Linked DNA regions of Muntiacus reevesi: region 1 is linked to region 2. Evidence: chromatin contacts called from public Hi-C data. All regions are on one chromosome and are shown on one strand. Each heading gives the region's core, a stretch centred on a gene start, on an enhancer-like site or on the middle of the called end of the contact. The rest is flanking DNA. Distances are from core to core; before and after follow the strand shown. Region 1 holds the start of NUDT3 (nudix hydrolase 3). Region 2 holds the start of SMIM29 (small integral membrane protein 29).

Region 1 (6,177 bases), core at 1,429-3,928, 130 kb after region 2:
TAAATTATTCTATCTTGATTAAAGCTATTAGTGCTCATTAAAAAATAAAATTGGGTTGAATATCCTATTGAGTTTGAATTTCACATTCCCGCAATGCATGGCAGCTAACGCTTCCAGTTTCTGGCACTACTATTGAGAACATAAAAGTTCTCCTGGAACTAACAAATTACTTTCCTTCCAACACAATTATATAATCTGAGAATTGAATGGCACCCTAGAGATTATTCTGTGGTCCAAAATCCCTCCCAATTAAGGGTTCCAATAAAAAACCACTCAACTTTTTGGGACAAGGAGGGATGTTTATCTTTAAATCCCATGTTACAGAATGCTGCACCAATATAGAAGGCTCTTAACACATGTAAGTTTAAACAAATCTAAAATACACCCATTTCATTAATTTTATTCTTCCTAGGCTTTAGCTGTATTATCTACTGAATCTGTAATTAAAGATTTGCATGAATCTTCTGCTCATTAACCAATGTTCAAAAAGAAATTCAGTAGAGGAAACTTCATGATCAGTCAAATGTTTTAACATCAATGCTGCTTGTACCAATATATAATAAACCTTCAACAGGAAATACAAAATCAAGTCTTCATTACTTTGCTTATGATCCATAAAGGGTTTCCAATTTATCCAAAATATTCACATGTTCTCAACTCCTAGTATGATTTATTTAACATGTTAAGTCTTGCATCATTCATACAATTATATACCCTTCTACTTATAATTGGGGTTCCCACAGATTTAACCATATTACTGCAGTAAGACATGTTATTATGCTAACTAGTTTTCCCTCCAATTAACAGCCTGTGATCCCATCTGATTTCCCATAATACGACATGATAATGGGGAGAACAAAGCCTCTGGGGCAGTAAACATCACCATTTTACTTTATGCAAGTATGTATTCCAAAACAGTACACAATTTACAGCAAGGCACTGCCTAGCAGTTATTACAATCCATCTGTTTTGAGGACTTTTACAATATATTCTTGGACACAAAGTATACATTTCCAAATCTAGTTTCCTACTGTTTCACTGAAAGGAACACACAAAATCTCTCAACAGTACAATTACAGTGCTTTTATCAACTTTTTTTTCCCAGGCAATAAATTTCCACTTCCTCCTAAATATCTTTGGACAGCAACTTCTGGCAACCCATCTGTCTTTCATCACAGCTTCTTTTCATAACTAACGGGTCAAGTTCTTTTCTCTCCATTTCAACACGATGTACTGTACTTGCAGCCCTGCCACGATAGCCCACTGCTGAATGCTGGAATACAGCATATTGAATTTCACTGTCCTTCATTGTTCCCAGTTTAACTGCCATTTTATCACCATACACACGAGAGGAACGCGTTCCCACAAGCATCTTATGAATTTCCAAAGCAGCTATTCTTTGAGGATTTACAAAAAAAAAAGCATTCGCCTTCTCTGAATTCCCTTTATCACCAGAGAAACGGCTTTGAGGAGTTTAGAGATTTTTTTTTTTTTAAGTACCCTGTGCAGATTCTAAGCATTTCTATTTTGCAAGCAAATTTAATCCTAAAGATCTTCCTAGGGCAATGGAGGAATGTCGGAGCAAAGAATCTTAAAAGACCGATTTTGGCTTTCCCAATTAAAATGAAAAAATTTTCAACCCAAAAAGATTATCTTATCAAATTGTCCTTTCTTCTCAGGCTTACACCATATGGACTACCCAGCGCAGTGGAAAACAAACAACTGGCTTTGGCTTTTACACAACGCCCTAAATCTTCCTAAGGCTCCCCCCACCGCCTCGGGCTCCCAGACGTACATAATCCCTCGGCAAACCCCGAACCTGCCAATGAAGTGGATGCTTTCTCCGCCACAAAGGGCCGGCCCCGCGCCGCGTGCACGGCGGCTCCTGCACACACACATGTGCCGGGCTGGCCTGACACAAGCGCGGGGCTGCCCTCCCCGGACCCCAAGCCGCAGGCCCGGCCCGAACGCCGCGCGCTCTCCGCGGCCACCGCCTTCGGCCCGCCGCCCCTCTCTCCTCAGTGACAGGAGGCCCGCTCGCGAGTGCCCCGGCCGCGAGCTGCCGTCCCCATCGGCCTGAACCTCAGACCCACTTCCCCTCCGCCCACCGTCCTCGTCCCTTTCCCCCTCGCCCTCGCCTCAGGAAATTCCGTCGGAACTTCATTCGGGCCGAACCGAGCGGCCGGGCCCGGGCCGCGCCTCCCGCCTCCCCCAGCCCCGCGCCTCAGTCCGAGGTGACCACCGACCCCGGAGACCCCCGGCCGGCCCCGCGCCTCACCTCCTCCTCACTTTCGCTGCGGAAACACAGGCACGCGGCCCGCTTCTTGTAGCCGTCGCCGTCATAGGTGCGGGTCTGGTTCGACTTGAGCTTCATCATCCTCCGGGCCCAGGTTGGGGGGTGCGGCGCGGGTCTCGGGAGTCGAGGGTGGGGAGCCCGCTCCGGACGGCCGCGCGCGCACGCGCGCGCCCCCGGCTCAGCCAAGGGAAGCAGGGAGGGGGAGCCGCTACTCCGCTACACGGCTCCGCCGCTGGCTCGCCGCGGCCGCCTCATTCCCCCCGGCCGAGGCCCCGCTCCGCCGCCGCCGTCACGGCTGCCGTCGCCGCCGCCGCGGCCGCCGCCCCCTCTGCCGCCGCCACCCCCGACGACGACCGTGCCGCCATCTTGGGCGCGCTGCGTCAGCGGCGTAAGGCCGCGCCGGCCTGCGGGACGACCGCGCGCTCGTAGCGCCGGCCGCGTTCGGGAATCGCGCCCTCCCAGTCCGCGCGGCGTAAAGGAGCGTCTGGGATGAGAGGGCGTCGCGGCTGGACGCGGCCACTACGCCAGTAGCGTAAGGGCGGAGACTGGGAGCCGCTCTGCGAGGAAGCGGAGGGGGAAAAGGTGCGGGTGCTGGACTGCCCCGCTCAGCTAAAGAGGCGGAAGCAAGAATTTGCCCAAGGTCACGCCGCATGGTCTTTGGCCTTGCCCATCCATCAGGGAGCGGGTGAGACGGAAGGTCTAGAGGTAGAAAATAGGATGCAGTTAAACGCAATGGAGCGTGCAACCCGAGACGCCTGGGATTAAGCACTGCACAGAAACGAAGCAAAAGGTGGTGCACATTGCATTGACATCCAAGATCTCTGACAGTCTATGCGCTGGGTCGTTGTAGTTCATTGAAAGGACAGATGTTTTATCTTACATCTCTTTATCGTGCAAAAAGGCAAATGCTTCCTCTTTAGCTATACAGGAGGGTCAGAAAGGAGTGAGAAAGACAGTGTGAAAATCATAAGGCATCATCATTTGGGCTGTAAAAGAGGAAGATATATTGTGGGTGTCAAATAGATTCTCCAGGGAAAGACATACAGCCAGACACCCTCCAGCAAGATAAAAGGAGTGTGACTTGTGAAAGTTCTTAATAGCCCACACCGAAAGTAGTCCATGTGGATGCCCCGGAGGTTCTGAAAATCCTGTGCGGGATTTGTTTGTGAATTGCTTATTACCCCCCTCCCCCCCTCCCTTTTTTTTTAATTTGTGTGTATTTAGCATAGTCCAACGGAGAAGGCAGTGGTAACCCACTCCAGTACTCTTGCCTGGGAAATCCCATGGACGGAGGATCCTGGTAGGCTGCAATCCATGGGGTCTCGAAGAGTCGGACATGACTGACGTGACTTAGCAGCAGCAGCAGCATAGTCCAAAAAGATCAGGATTTGAAGCCACCATCAGGATTTGAAGACACGATTGAGCGACTTCACTTTCACTTTTCACTTTCATGCACTGGAGAAGGAAATGGCAACCCACTCCAGTGTTTTTGCCTGGAGAATCCCAGGGACAGGAGCCTGGTGGACTGCCGTCAATGGGGTCGCACAGAGTCGGACCCGACTGACGTGACTTAGCAGCAGCAGCAGCATAGTCCAAAAAGATCAGGATTTGAAGCCAAACAAACCTAAGTTGGAATTCATTTACATAATTTTTACCCCTCTAAAACAGAAATAAATGCATTTGACACCTGGCACATAGTAGTCACACAATACATTGTAACTACAAACATACCTCGATTTCTTTTACTTTGTTTTTGTCTTTTTACAAATTGATGGACTTTGGCAATCCTGCATTGAGCAACTTTTTTCCAACAGTATTTGCTCACTTGTCTCTGTGTCACATTTTGGTAATTCTTAAAATACTGCAAGCTTTTCATTATACTATGATCAATGATCTTTGAAGTTACTGTCATAACTTGCTGAAGGCTCAGATGATGGTTTGCATTTTTTAGTAATAAGGTTTTTCTTTTTTTTGGTTGCATTGGGTCTTCATTGCTGCTCACAGGCTCTCCAGTTGCAGTGAGCAGGGGCTACTCTCATGCTGCGGTGTCTGGGCTTCTTATTCCAGTGGCTTCTCCTGTTGCAGAGCACAGTGCTTGTCTGGTGGCTCAGATGGTAAAGAATCTGCCCGCAATGTGGGAGACCTGAGTTTGATCCTTGGGTTGGGAAGATCCCCTGGAGAAGACAATGGCTACTCACTCCAGTTTTCTGGCCTGGAGAATTCCATGGACTGTATAGTCCATGGGGTCACAAAGAATCAGACATGACTGAGCGACTTTCACTTTTTCTTGTTGCACAGCACAGGCTCTAGAGCTGAGGCTCAGTAGTTGTGGTTCACGGGCTTAGTTACCCTATGGCATGTGGGATCTTCCTGGAGGAGGGATCGAACCTGGTCGATGTCCCTTGCATTGCAAGGTGGATTCTTAACCACTGGGCCACCAGGGAAGCCCATGAAGTACCTTTAAATTAAGGTATATGCATTGTTTTTTAGACATAATGCTATTACACACTTAATAGATTACACTATAGTATAAACATTTGCCCTAGGAAAACAAAAGTTCCTGTGAATTTTGCAATATTTGCAATCTTGAAAAATTGCTTTATTGAATGGCCTGGAGCTGAACCAGCAATATCTCCAAGGTATGCCTGTAATGTTATTGGCATTTCACTAAGCCCTGGACACAGAAGATATGAATTTCAGTTAGTTGTAGTTAATCTTCACATGACAGAATTCCCCAAATCCTGGTCATTTTGGTTGTCTTTCTAGCTTCCTCCTCTGCCATTATGTCTCTAATTTATTTTTTAAATATTTATTTATTTGGGTGCCTCAGGTAACATGTGGGCTTCTCATTGTGGTGTATAGGTTCAGTAGTTTGTGGCATGCAGCTTAGTTGCCCCATGGCATGAGGGATCTTAATTCCCTGACCAGGGTTTGAACCTGACCAGGAATCAAACCCATGTCTCCTGCATTAGAAAGCAGATTCTTAACCATGGGACCATGAGGGAAGTCCCAAACACCCCAATTTTTAAAAATGGAACATGTAATTGAACAGATACTTCACAAAATAAGACCCCAAAATGCCCAAGGAACACACAGAAAAGTGTTTAAGATCATTATTATTAGGTAACTATAAAACTACAATGAGATACAATATCACACTCATTAGAATGAATAAAATAAAAAAGACTTGCAACACTAAATGTTGGCTAGGATGTGAGCAACTGAAACTCTGATATAATGGTTGTGTGCCAGTTGTACAATGAAACACCACTCTGAAGAAACTTTTAGAAAATTCTTACTAAGTTAGACCTAGCCTGCTGTTACTGCTAAGTCACTTCAGTCGTGTCCGACTCTGTGCGACCCCATCCCTGGAATTCTCCAGGCAAGAACACTGGAGTGGGTTGCCATTTCCTTCTCCAGTGCATAAAAGTGAAAAGTGAAAGTGAAGTCGCTCAGTCATGTCCAACTCTTCGCGACCCCATGGACTGCAGCCTACCAGGCTCCTCCGCCCATGGGATTTTCCAGGCAAGAGTACTGGAGTGGGGTGCCATTGCCTTCTCCAAGACCTAGCCTATGACCCAGCAATTCCATTCCTAGGTGTTTACTCGATAGAAGTGAAGATAAATGTCCACAAAAACTTATATAAGAATGTTTATGGTAGCCTTATTCGTAATAACCCCAAACTGGAAGTAGCCCATGTGTCATAAGGAAAATAGATAAATGATGGTATATTGGTGCAACTGAATACTACTCAATCATAAAACAGATTACTGACACATGCAACAATATGGATGAATTCCAAAAACATTATAAGTGAAAGAAGCTACTCATTTTTAAAAGTGTATGTTGGGAACTCCTTGGCAGTCAGTCCAGTGGTTAGG
Region 2 (6,203 bases), core at 3,019-5,518:
CTCATCCCCCTTCTGGAGAGGCCAGGCGTGCAGGGGGGGCGGGTGGGGGCGAGCTTGGCCTCTGGGGGCGGCAGCGGAGGAGGGGGCGGGCCTGGCATGCTCCTGATGGCCCTGCCCCCCCCCCCCCCCCCCCGCAGGAGAAGGAGGAAGAGGAGGGCATCTCGCAGGAGTCCTCAGAGGAGGAGCAGTGACCGCCGCCCGCTCCCTCCAGAGGAGCAGTTTCCTTCTGGGACTGGACAGCTCCGCTCTGCTCCCACCCCCCCCAGGCCCTCCCCGCCCCCCACCTGCACCCTCCCCACCACACTACACCGCACACCAGCCACTGCAGGGTCCCTGGGCCTGAGTGGGGAGCTGCTCCCTTTGATTTCAGGTCCCAGCGACCCCTCACCCACCTGCCACACCCACCCTCCCAGACAAAGCTGACTTCCACTTAGCCGCTCCCCTGCTCCCTGTGTGGTGGGGGCCTTGCTGGCTGGGCTCTCGGTTTGGGGATCCCCTCTGCCTCTCCCCTCTGGCTTCCCATTAAGGGGCCTCGGAGAGCTCCCCTGGCCTTAAAAGGGGCCCAAGCCCCATCTCATCCTCTCATTCGGACACGCCCCACTCCACTGTACTAGCGGCAGCAGGTGCGGCCACTGGAGAGGGGTGACCGCCCAGAGATGCCCCCCACCATCCCCGACCGACCTGTGTCTCTCTGGGGGTGGCTCACACCCTCTCTCCTTCCCACCTTGCCTCGTCCCCACACTCGGTGGGGCCACCCTCTTGGGGGCTCAGGAAGGAAGGTAGGAATGTAAGCCCCCTCCCAGTTCTAGGCAGACTCCAGCCCACCTTGCCCTCACCCTGGAATCCTGTTGCAATGATGGAAAGAGTCCCCTTTATCCAGGTGAGGCCCAGGAGGCCTGGGCTTTCTGCAGCAGCCACTTGTGGCCAGCTGGAGCCACTCCCCACCCCGTCTGCTTCCGCTCCAGGCCTCAGTTTCCCCTCCTTCCTTGCCTCGGGGCACTAATAACAAGGAGCTAGTCTTGCCCACTCCCGCCCTCCTGCTCCTTCCCACCCCCCAAGGTTCTGGTTCCATCTTTCCTCTGTTCACAAACTACCTCTGGACAGTTGTGTTGTTTTTTGTTAAATGTTTCATTCTTAGACATCCGTCATTGCTGCTGCTACCAGCGCCAAATGTCCATCCTCATTGCCTCCTGTTCTGCCCACGTCCCCCTCCTCCAAGAAGCTCTTAGGGGAAGGGGCCTGGAGCAAAGCAGGCTGGGTACTGACTCCCCCAGTCCCAGGGAAGGTGGGGTCCTGCCCCTAGGATGCTGCAGCAGAGGAGGGGGGGCCTATGTTGACTGTCAGGTGTAGGGGCCACCTTCTCCACCTGTTCTGTCAGGGAGGAGGTAGCCATTATTTGTCCCAGCCTGGGGCTCCCCTCTGGTTTCCTATTTGCAGTTACTTGAATAAAAAAATATCCTTTTCTGGACTGAGTCTTTTTTGTGGTGGGTGCCTGGAACAGGGAAGAGTAGAAACCAAGGCGCTCTAGTGAGTGAGTGAAAGAGAAAGCACAAGAGGTAAGCCCCTCTTGAAGACATCAACTACACCCCTAGCCACAAAACATTTTATTTACAAAATATATATACTGAATATACATTAGGCCCTGTCACCATGGGAACCGCTCCAAAGCTAAGCCTGGGAGGGCAAATCCCTACCTAATTCCAGCCACCCTTTTACTGATTAGTTCCTGGGAGTGGGTGATAGGTAGGCTCACCCCACAAAGGACTGAAGGCCTAGGACTGAGTGAGGAGGTGGGTCCGACGGAGGCTGGCAGCTCTGCGGGGCTTAAGAGCCGAGCTGGAGGGAAGGGTGCTGGGGGAGCAGCAGACTGCGGGGTCCCTGGAGGATCAGGACCCCATGGTTGCGGGGAGGGGCGGGGTCAGAGGGCTCAGGTCACGTCTTGACATCCAGCAAGGGCATCCGCTTGTGCTGGTAGCCACTCTGCCAGCCGTGGACCACCTGTGGCAGGGGAGACCAGGCCACAGCACAGCTTGGAGGGAGGAGCCTGACTGGCCCCGGCGGAAGCAGGTTCTGGCTTCAGGGCTGTGAGGAGAGCAGGCCCACCCCTGCTGGTTCTCTGTCCCCCCAAGTGCTCACCTTGGGGTCCCCCACGTCTGAGAGCAGCTCCTGCTCGGCTTCGTGCAGCTCCTCGGCAGGGTCGTAGCTGTACATGGGGAGCAGGTGATGGCGAAGCCGGTCCACCCTGGGGGGCACGGGGGTGCTCAGCCACGGCCCCCCACCTCCCTGCTCAGCCGTTTGCCCCAACAGGGCACCTCCAGCGGGTGCTGTTCAGGGTATGCTAGAGCTCTAAGGACACACGTCTGGGTAGGAAAAAAGCTAACAGTGGCATGCAGGGAACTCTAGGTTTGTCTAAGAATGACTGAGGGGGGGGTCTCAGGTCGTATGGGAAGGACTTTTAAGCAGAATGCAGCGGGGGTGGCACTCAGGGCGGGGACACTCACCGTTTTCTCTTCTGGATGTACATCACCTGTAACAGAGACACAGCACTGCAGAGGCGGCCGAGCCCAGGATGGCCCATGGGGGGACAGGGACCCACCTCCACACCCTCCTCTCCTGTGACAGGTGCTGTGTACAGGCTGGTCCGGGCCCACGCGCCCCTGCCTTAGCCAGAGTGTTGGGGTGTGTACGTGTGTGGAGGCTTCTTACCACAGCCACCACCACCCCGACCAGGGTGATGAGGAAGAAAGGCCCCAACACATAGCCCACCATGGAGTCGCTGTTGGCCTGTGGGGCATTGGGCACTGTGGTATTACTCATGACATCGGCAGCCGGAGGGCCGGGTAGTCAGCATGGGCAGTACTGCCTCGGGAGGGTGCCTCCCCTGGGCTCCCTGAAGAGGAGGAAAGTGAAAGTGAAGGTGAAAGTCGCTCAGTCATGTCCGACTTAGGCCAGAATACTGGAGTGGGTAGCCCTTCCCTTCGCCAGGGGATCTTCCCAACCCAGGGATCAAACCCAGGTCTCCCGCATTGCGGGCAGTTTCTTTACCAACTGAGCTATGAGGGAAGCCCAAAGAGGGGGAAGGAGGTTGTCAATTCCACCCAGGGTGACAGCCAGGCTCTGGATCCCTCCCTGAGATAGTAATAATACATGAAAACTAAGGTCAGGTCCGGAAAGGGGAGGGGGGCGCCTTCCAGGTCAGTGTGCTGGGCTGAACCCTCCAGTGACTCTCAGCAAATCCTGGGGGTGAAGGGCACGGAGGGGAGGCCAGACCCAGGGCCGAGTGCTGCCCTCAGGTGCTGGTGCTGGCCAAACATTTGCAGATACTAGTTACTGAAGGAAGGTTAGGTGGAGGTCCCCAGCTCCTGCCCCCTCCTCCTGAAGCACTGGGCTGCCAGAAGCTATCCACTGAAGCAAAATGGAGAGATTAGGTTAAAATACGGAGTCCTCACTGCAGCCAAGGGGTGAGGCAGGAGCATCTCCCCCCCCCCCCCACCCCAGCCTCGAGTCTAGTCCAGTGCCCACACTTCAGGTTATAGGTCCCAGGCCTTCGTTGTCCCTGGTGTCACTCCAGACATAGAACCTGGGCACCGTCTCCCTCATTGGTCTTGTGCTAGGGTGGACACCAGTGGGCAGGGCTGCGCTGCATCTGCGAGGTGATGTCACCTCCCCCTGGTCCTCACTCGGGGCTCCGCCCGGGTCCCTCCCCTCCTGGTCTGGGATGACAGGCGGAAGTGGAGAGGGTCAGCTCCCATGACAGATGCAAGGAGATTCTTCACGGGTGGCTGCACGCAGATGCCCCGAGGTCCGTGACCCCGGCTCGCCTGGGTTTCCATCGGAGGTTAAGGGCTGAGCCGCCTGTCTCGGTGCCCATGGGGGCTCCGGACTCTCCCAGTCGCACGCCCGTCCCGTGGTCGAGGGGACATTCCGAGGTAGGGAGGGTGACAGGCCGACCCTAGGATGCGGACCAGCAAGGGAGAGCGGGAGGTAGTTCCCATGGCGCTGGGAGGCTCAGGCCAGGGGAGGAAAACGTGAGGGGGCCGCAGAGCGACCCGAGTATCCTGGAATCCCGACACCCCGAGGCGTGGACTTGTACCGGCGCTCTACAGCCCATGCAACCCGGCCATGCCTTACCTCCCGCCGCTGCAGCCCGGAAAGGAACGCCCTCGTTTGGCTCCCGGGCCCCGGAAGAGCCAGCAGGCGCGTGATCAAAGGACCCGGGGAAACGGGCGGGGCCGCGGTATCGGGGTGCAGCCAATCCGATGGCCGCAGGCAGCCGGCCCCGGAGACTGCCGGAGCCGCCAATCCGGAGGCGGAGACAGCCGGGGCTGCAGCGCCCACGCCGCGGCGGCAGGGGGCAGCCGCGGGCTGCGCGGCGGCGCGGGGCGGGGCGGGGCGCGCGGCTTCCCGGCGTCCCGCGGGGCGGCCCCGGGGCGGCCGCGCTCCGAAGCTCTCGTGCAGGCCCGGGGCGTGGCGCGCGCGCCCCTCGCCCTGATGATCGGAGCTGGCTGCTGCTCTAATGTGCATCGCAGGCCCCGTGGGGCCTCCGTTAATGTCTGTGGAGCCCTCTAGGTCTCCTCGCGGCGTGACTGCCCGTCTGTGCTGAGCTCGGAGTGTGTAGGTGGGCCTAGGTTAGCCCCTGCCCGGCCTCGAACCTCGCGCCCAGCCACCCTCCCTCCTTGCGCCTTACTTATTACTCTTCGTGTTGGTAAAACAGGCTGCTGCAAGCAGCAAACGATGACATGAGTGGAGCCTAGCACACACATAGCATGCCCTGAATTTTTAAATTTCCCTGTTAACCTCTTTCCGGTTTTCTGGGGCACACACACACACAAAAGACCAGTGGGGTGATGTCCCTCTGCGTCACAATAGGTTTGCCAAGTAGGTTAAGATTAGGTCGAAGCTTCCGTGGGCTGATCATTAAAATGTCACACACTTAACTGGGGAAATTTGAGTAATATCGGTGGATTTTAGCAATGTCAGTATCCTAATGGTGATGTTATAGTTTTGCAAAAGTTAGCATTGGGGGAAGCTAGGCCAAGTGTAGAAGGGCTCTATCTCCATTATTTCTTACAACCGTAGGTAAACCTACAGTTCTCTCCCTCATCAGAATCACATGCAATTGGGAAAACTCTAGATTGGCGGGTAATAGAAAACACCCAGAACATAAAAGTTGTGGCAGCTGAACTAGGTTGAGATCCTCCTAGGTCCTCAGGGCGGTGTGCCTCCCCCTATTCTTTTTTTGACAGTCGGAGGATGCACACAGGGTCTTAGTTCCTCCACCAGTGATGGAACCTGTGCCGCTGGCTGTGGAAGCAGAGAGTCCTAACCACTGGACTGCCAGGGAATTCCCTGGGTCACCCTGTTCTTGCCAGAGACAGCCAATGGCCCAGATGTGGTTGAGCTACTTGGTCTGGTCAGGCCTCAGTCTTCTCAAGTCCTTCCAGAAGTGGTTAGATGAGAGCAGATCTGGTGCAGAGATGACCAGATTAGGAACCAGAAGACAGGTGGAAACTCGCCTCTTGCCTCCAGATACCACCATCTGACTGTGATGGAGAATCAGATAAAGGGAAAGAATGAGAGAAAAGCTTGGGTCTGAAACCTCCAGGCAAATTTCCTGGTATTCTCCGGGTTTTGGGTCTGGAGAGTAGGGAGACTGCCCATCAGGCTTCTGTTAGGAGGGCAGAGGGAGGAGGCCACCTCCCCAGGCAGGGCCTCCCCCACCTTCCAGGGAAGTAGGGATCAAGCAGTAGGTTTTAGAGCCCAGGGGCCCTTGGCTGCCCACACACTCAACCTTTGTTCCCATTCTCAGTATTTCCAACCACACATCTTGAGAGTCTAGTGGTCCTAGGAGCAGCCCTAGTGGTTGCATTAGCTAGACTAGTGTGTGGAAAGGCATGGGGTCTTTATTCCTAGGACAGAACACCATTCCAAGGTAGGCAGGGCAGGTGGGATGACCTCAGTTTACAAAGGAGCAAGCCGAGGTTCTGCGTGGTGTGATGACCTCCCAATGCCCTTGGTGTGATCCTCAAGGGGAAAGCAGAGTGGGCCCCAGTGGGGGGCCCTCTTCCTGGACAGCTCTGTGCTGGCAGCTGCTCTGGGATTGCGTGTGAGGCCTGGTTTGTTCCTGTGATGAGATGAACTGTGGTGGGTTAAATCCATATAATGTAAACCATAAAATTAATCATTTTTATTAATATTAATAA

Evidence for each region. Hi-C and Micro-C count contacts between places; a contact is called where the count stands out from the background.
Region 1: a Hi-C map of blood shows a contact between it and region 2, with 3 times the contacts expected there. The contact joins the promoter of NUDT3 here to the promoter of SMIM29 in region 2. A contact is called at or near these places in 2 of 3 Hi-C or Micro-C datasets (blood and muscle).

The regions. Positions count from the first base shown.
Region 1 is chr20:10,542,286-10,548,462 of mMunRee1.1, forward strand. NUDT3 (nudix hydrolase 3) reads right to left here and starts at 2,679. Exons shown (of 5, transcript XM_065913067.1): 1 at 2,279-2,679. The coding sequence starts at 2,377.
Region 2 is chr20:10,406,159-10,412,361 of mMunRee1.1, forward strand. SMIM29 (small integral membrane protein 29) reads right to left here and starts at 4,269. Exons shown (of 5, transcript XM_065912110.1): 1 at 4,132-4,269; 2 at 2,707-2,890; 3 at 2,502-2,527; 4 at 2,137-2,203; 5 at 1,590-1,998. The coding sequence starts at 2,817. The coding sequence ends at 1,933. HMGA1 (high mobility group AT-hook 1) reads left to right here. Exons shown (of 6, transcript XM_065912103.1): 6 at 141-1,468. The coding sequence ends at 343.